Regions from separate parts of the Bombyx mori genome. Here region 1 is linked to region 2. A link is a contact called in public Hi-C data. All regions are on one chromosome and are shown on one strand. The core of a region is the stretch at or near the end of the contact, and the rest is flanking DNA. Distances in the headings are between cores, read along the strand shown.

Region 1 (3,211 bases), core at 145-2,644, 82 kb before region 2:
TGGTCTAATAACGTCCGAAGCAACAACAGGCAATAATGAACCTGTAACAACTTCAAAAAATACTGTCGTCGAAGAAGAAGAACCCCAGAGCCTTCTTACTGAATTAATGCAAGAAGGAGTAATTTCCCAACATGATATTGACGCTTCGTCTATTATAACCGGCTCTGAGGTAAATGAGAATGCAGAAAATCGTAAGTCAGATGATTTGTCAAGTTTGTCGTCGATCAGTACAAGTATACGAAAAATTATAGTTGATATACCATTGGATTGCAACGAGTCTGTCACTGATGCTTCCATTGTGGAGAGTAATGATAACGTCACTACAGTAACCATAAGAAATAGCGGTCAATGTTGCATTGACCACAGGATATCGGCTGACGTTACGGACAATGTGTGGGCTAATGTCAAATGGAATTTTCTTAATCCACATGATTTTGGCTATGATCCCGTTCCAAGCGTCAAAAGAAGCCGGTCTGATTCTGCTATAACTCCAGTCACACAGCGAAAGAATGAAGACTTGTATGAAAGACTACAAGACGCCGATGGAGAGTCTTGCGGGAGCATTACTCCCTACGAATCAATAGAAGATCTATATGAATGCATAAAAAATGGGCAGTATTCAAACTCTGCCGTAGAAGAATCTCCATCTACAGAAAATCAATCTGAGCCACAGTATCCAGACTATTACGAAAAGACTAGTGTAAATCGCCAGAGCTCAGCCAGTAGTGAAAAGAGTGGATCATCGTCTGCGTTTCAATTTTCAAAGTGTGGATCGAGTGAGTCCACGGACGTGTTTATATCATGCGAGTCAACTAGCGGTATAAGTTCATTTCTCTCGAAGGCTATACCGCAATCACTGAAGCGTCGAGACTTACCGCCTCCTCCTGCTGAAGGTAACGCTAGTGAAAGTGCCATCCTGATGAAGCAACTTTTTATGGGTGAATTAATGGATGTTTACGGAGAATATTTGTCCGCATACCCCTATGCTCGTGCTCTGCTCCGTCGGAAAGCGCGTCGAGATGAACATTTTGCTGCGCTCGCGGATATTCGACGAGGAGCCGCTAAATACACGATCGCTGACTACCTCGAATTACCGGTGAGTATTCATAGCTTTTCATAATTCATTAACCGACGGGCGAACTACAAAGCACTTTGAACCCGGCCATTGTCATGTCAACGCTTGCAGTTGAGTTACGAAAGTTAGGATCGATGATCTTCGCTGCACTTGACCTTAACAAGCGAGCCGGCTTCGGCCAAGTCGAGTGTAATGAACGTGTCAAATGTGGTCATTACGTTTAATCGACGATAGAAACGAGAACAATGCGTCGAGGGACGGCGTTCAAGGAGATTGATTTAGATTGAAAGTCGGCTTAAACGTGGCCGTGCGCGACAATGATCTGCGCGACATGAGCACGCGCCGCCCTTTCAATGCTAATGGACCGGAAGACTGCACGTATAGCTCTCTCTAATCAGGCCTAAAGGTATTTTCCTTTGGACTTATTACGAAATTTCAGATTTCATTGAATCGCAGTATATAATATTATCAGTATTTGTTAACCTATGTTTTAAACTCATCCTAGTTTTAGATTTACATTGTAAAGAGATATCTTATTTTATATGTTTTACGACACTGGGAACGTTTGAGATGAGAATTTTACAGACTAGATGTCTAGTAACATATTTCTGGATTGTCGTTTTATAGCTGCACGTGGTACGTGTAAAATCTATTCGTGATTCTGATTCTATCAACGAGACTCGCGCATTCAGCGATAGTTATAAAATGCTGTAACCGAATTAGGGTTGTTACATTTAATTTCTGCTAATCCATAATTCAGAAAATTGTTAACGTGACAAACTTGATTAAAACTTGTGATAAGCAATAAATATATGAAAAGCAGATAAGATTTGTTATGTTTAGTATATGTTGTCGGTTTTAGTAAGCATTTCCAGCCCTAATAAGCGCGTGATGTTGAGATTTGTCCCTCGCGCATTCAAGCTTATCTGATAGCACGGGTACCACTAATACTCTGGAGCTTTTACATTTGTTATTCAATGTGCATATCTCTGTTGAGCACCACGTAAATTTAAAGAGCAAACAGTCAATTAAGCGGCGATTCATGTTGTTAACAGCAATCTAAAGCCCTCGGAACGTATAAAGTTGCATCAGATAAGTTTGATGATATTTGCTTGATGATGTCATATTATTTATGTGTATGTAAATTTTTTATGGATATTTTGAAGAGGCCATATTTCTAGTTTCAGGCTTTTCTTTCATTAATATTTTAGCCTTATTGCCTTTTGAACTTACATTTACACTTACAACCAAAAATACCGAATATCGTAATATATATGAATGGGACTGTAATGCGTTTTGTATTTTTGTTTTGTAGTTTTGTATTTGCTAAACAAAGTTAATGTTGCATGATTCCCTACACCAGAACGATACAATTGACAGAAAACGAAGAAATAATAAGACAACAGGTAATAATTTTCATTAGTAAAGGCATACCAAAAATAAAACATGAAGCTTTACCTTACCTTCCTAATATGTAAAGTCAATTTGGTTTACCTACTTAATTGTTCCCAATTTTAAATCTGCATCTTACCCACGCTAACACAACAGCCGTAAAAAAAACAAATATTATTATACTACACAAATATGTGTTGGTAGTAAAAAACTAAAAATAATTACGTGTTCATCGAGAGAAACCGACATGGAAATATTTCACAATAAATGTAACCCCATCTTTATGTATCGCCCACGCGGCTTACAAACAAATCGATACACATGAATACTGATAGATTATTCAGAATATTATAGTGTTATAGGTGAGTTGTAGAGATTATAATATTAATTTTTCCGTATCTCACTTATGGTTCATATGAAATCTTTTCGATTACAATTTCAACTATTGCAATGTTTTAGTGAATTTCTAAATCTAATCAAAGTTCTAAATATTGTTAGAACCAAGTAAGACTTCACAAATCTGTTTAATTAATAGATATCTGTCTTTTTCCTGAGACATTCCTGACACACACAGATAAAATTTGTTTTTTTTTTGGAGATTACAATTTAATTATGTTAAAGAAACTTTTCAGATTCGTATCCCATTTTTTGAAAACTATGGCGTGAAATAAAATTTATATTTTATAGTATAGACAAATCAACGAGCTCACAGCCTACCTGATTTCACATGGTTACCGAAGCCCA
Region 2 (3,382 bases), core at 124-2,623:
TAGCGTTTTACGATGTGGGTGTTCCCCGTTGAAACCGAGGTGAAAGACGATTAATAAATCAAAACAAAAGGGAAATCTATGACTTTAACGTTTTATTTGGTAATGCTAGTAAACGTGTTGAAATTCCATTAAAAATGACTAATCAAGTAAAAAGAAAGTTAATTTTTAACAATTAAACGGAGCAAATTGTATCCACCGTTCGCAGATTTGTTATATGTATAAGAATTTGGAACAGTTGTCCGTAATAAAAATTAGATCTTTTTCATTTTCGTAATAATTATAAGTACCTATGAAAGCAGATCGGCTAGTAGTCTAGTCATCAGATTGTGGGCCAATTCAATATCGAGGTTTATCAAAGAAATCGACTGAATCGCATAAGTTATGTAACCCATTATGATAGTATTTCACATCGTTAACGTCATTCAATTAAATGAGCCTACTTATTAGTATCTAGTGATGTTTCATAAGCACTTTATGAGTTATATAAAAAAAAAATGGTTTCCTCGCAACGTGTAGGTACTGTATTAACATAAAAACTAACCCACTTAAAAGCTTTACAGCTTAATGTGGACAGTTTTGAAACATTTGAAATACGATGACTTCTAGGCGTGTCCACTTAAAATGGAAACGTAAAAATAGAGATAAAGATAATTTGTAAAAAGCGCAGGTTTACATTATAGGGCGGCGCACGCGCTTCGACTTTATCTAAGGTTTTTAGGACAGTTCGCTCGTTATCTTAAGAACCTTACGCTCGTACACGTTTACTCTAAAGTAAATATTTGACTTAGAAAGTGCAGTTCCGTGTAGCACGTTCACGGATAGCTTGTGTGTGCGTAAGCCCGAACGATGCTCGAAATTCGTGGTATGGACAAAAAAAAACTCCCAAAATCAGTGAAGTAAACAGATTATGTGATAGTAAACAACGAACGCTAACTAATCTGTTTTCGAAGTATTTCTTTTTGTTCAAACAAAAGTCTTTTAGAGTACTACGTCGAGCTACAAAAATTTGCTTATAAAATTTTGATAAGCAGAGAAATTTCGTCTCGGCAGTCCGGCGCCTGAGATGAGTATCTCGGTTTTTTTTTTTAAATTTTATTGCGTAATGAGTTGTAGGAAAAGGAAGGTATTATCTTTTTAAACTGTGATACTAAAGTTTTTCGGCTGTCGTAAATAAACCATTAATATACTATAGCAGTCTAAGTCACTGTTCAACCACATCTAAACCAAAGAGGGAACAAATAGCTCCGCATCATTTTCCTCTTAATTATCGCAATAATTTGACATAAAATTTGATCATATAACGGTTCCGATGACGGTCTGTCTGTATACATTAAATCATAAAGCCAGGTCGCGGTTGTGCGCACGTTTAATACGTAATTATTTACAGTACAATAACTCAAGCTCATGTGACGACCGTGACAGACTAAATGAGCACTTGCAACGCTGAACTTTAAAAACGATTTAAACTGTACTTTTCTTATAATTATTGTTTTAGCTGTCTCTACAAATTAATATGTACTCGGTGGCGCAATAGTTAGTGCCCCTGACTCCTGGACGAGGATCGTGGACTCGTTGCCCTAAACACGATCCTCCTGATCCATTGACGGTGCTTTTAGGTACCTCAGGCACCGGTCACCGTCGCTTGTGACGAAGAGCTCGACGAGTAAACTAACCCATAGACACAGCCCACAGTTTCTCGCCGGATCTTCTCAGTGGGTCGCGTTTCCGATCCGGTGGTAGATTCTGCGAAGCACTACTTTTTCTAGCGCCAGTATTAGCGACACTCCCGGCTTGAGCCCCGTGAGCTCACCTACTCCCCTCGGTTACGCTGACATAGCCTCTCAAGGCTATCAGCTTAGGTAGGGAAAAAAAGGACTCGTACATCGTTCGCGAAAACATTCGCATGACCACGATGCATTTTATTTTTTGTCTATGTATATATTTAAACGTATACCAGTCTCTTGATTCCCGCAATACAGGGAATCCGACTGAGAAAAGATGACCGTCTGTGATTTGTAAGCGAAATACTATTTAATACTAAATATATGTAATAAATGCACTGGTGCTATCTCTCATAATCACCTTTTATACAACGTTGTTTGTATACCTTGACTACGATTTGTGTATTCAATAATGTCAATTAAAAAACGTATATACTATAATATCATCATATATATTATCTTGTTTATTATTATTATATGATTCAAACTTAGAACGGTGATACAACGAAATTGAAACTAGTTCATGTTTTGTTTAGATTCGGCACAGGCTTGCCTAATCTTTATTAATTTTACTGTTTCTCGGTCAAATGTAAACGACAGGATATTACACAGCCGCTGACCACACGCCGCGCCGTTTTCTTAGAACAAAATTCTCTCGATTAGCACCGTTGCAACTGCGAGATCTAACGTAGTTGCGAATCAAACATATAATTTAACGTTTCACTGAACATGGTTATTGGAGACCGTAACGTTTCATATCATTCGCAGAGGAATTCAAAATGGACTACCAACGTCAGCTAATGCATTATTATTTTTTTTATTGCTTAGTCTTAGATGGTAGGACGGGCTCAGAGCCCACCTGGTGTTAAATGGTTACTGGAGAACATCTACAACGTAAATGCGACACCAACCTTGAGATATAAGTTTTAAGGTCTCAGTATAGTTACAACGGCTGTCCCACCCTTCAAGCCGAAACGTATTACTGCTTCACGGCAGAGAAATAGGCAGAGTGGTGGTACCTACCCATGCGAACTCACAAGAGGCCCTACCTAGGCATTAGTTCAGTAGTGTAATTAATTTGTTTATTTCAATGCATTGAGCTGCGAGTAAGGAGTAACAGAATTTTATCGAATCGAAATGCTCTAATTTCAAATTACAGCTTTCGATTTTGTTTTTTCGCGTTAATTTACATATATGAATCAAATGCATGACATAACTAATGCTAGTGTTCAATACAAGCGACCGCTACGTGCATAGTTGTCGCAAATACACGAACTACTCATGTAGCTCTGTCTTATAAATAAATTCATTTTGAGATTGTACGTTCATACAACATAGATTACGAACAATGACTGGTAGATATCCCACGGTCCTTTGTCCTGATGTTATTAACTGGCATTGTCGTGGACACGCTTCAAGGAGTTGCGAGGCGTTAGGGAAGTATCCCTCAGGACGACACAACGCGATCAGAATTTAGATTACTTTCGTTACGTTTCAATACATTAATTTAATAATATAATAGTCTCTTGGCGGATGTTTGAAGACCTCATTTTAATACTTATTTGATATTCACGCCGAGTTTTTGTGTGGGATTTGGAAAGCCACTCTTTCATCTTGCGCATGCAAGAACGGTTTCCGGATTCAATCTAAACTTGTGAATG

Evidence for each region. Hi-C and Micro-C count contacts between places; a contact is called where the count stands out from the background.
Region 1: a contact with region 2 is called in a Hi-C map of posterior silk gland, with 1.6 times the contacts expected there. The contact joins two enhancer-like sites. A contact is called at or near these places in 2 of 7 Hi-C or Micro-C datasets (posterior silk gland and whole pupa).

The regions. Positions count from the first base shown.
Region 1 is chr3:7,541,939-7,545,149 of ASM3026992v2, reverse strand. LOC101739889 reads left to right here. Exons shown (of 11, transcript XM_038021503.2): 3 at 1-1,096. Among protein-coding and RNA genes, the nearest start is that of LOC119631014, 6.3 kb to the right of the region's middle. Within about 2 kb of position 1,394, at least 3 of the 8 cell types and tissues checked have open chromatin away from gene starts, as enhancers often do.
Region 2 is chr3:7,460,247-7,463,628 of ASM3026992v2, reverse strand. All of the region lies in intron 3 of LOC101739889, which reads left to right. Among protein-coding and RNA genes, the nearest start is that of LOC100529205, 23 kb to the right of the region's middle. Within about 2 kb of position 1,373, at least 3 of the 8 cell types and tissues checked have open chromatin away from gene starts, as enhancers often do.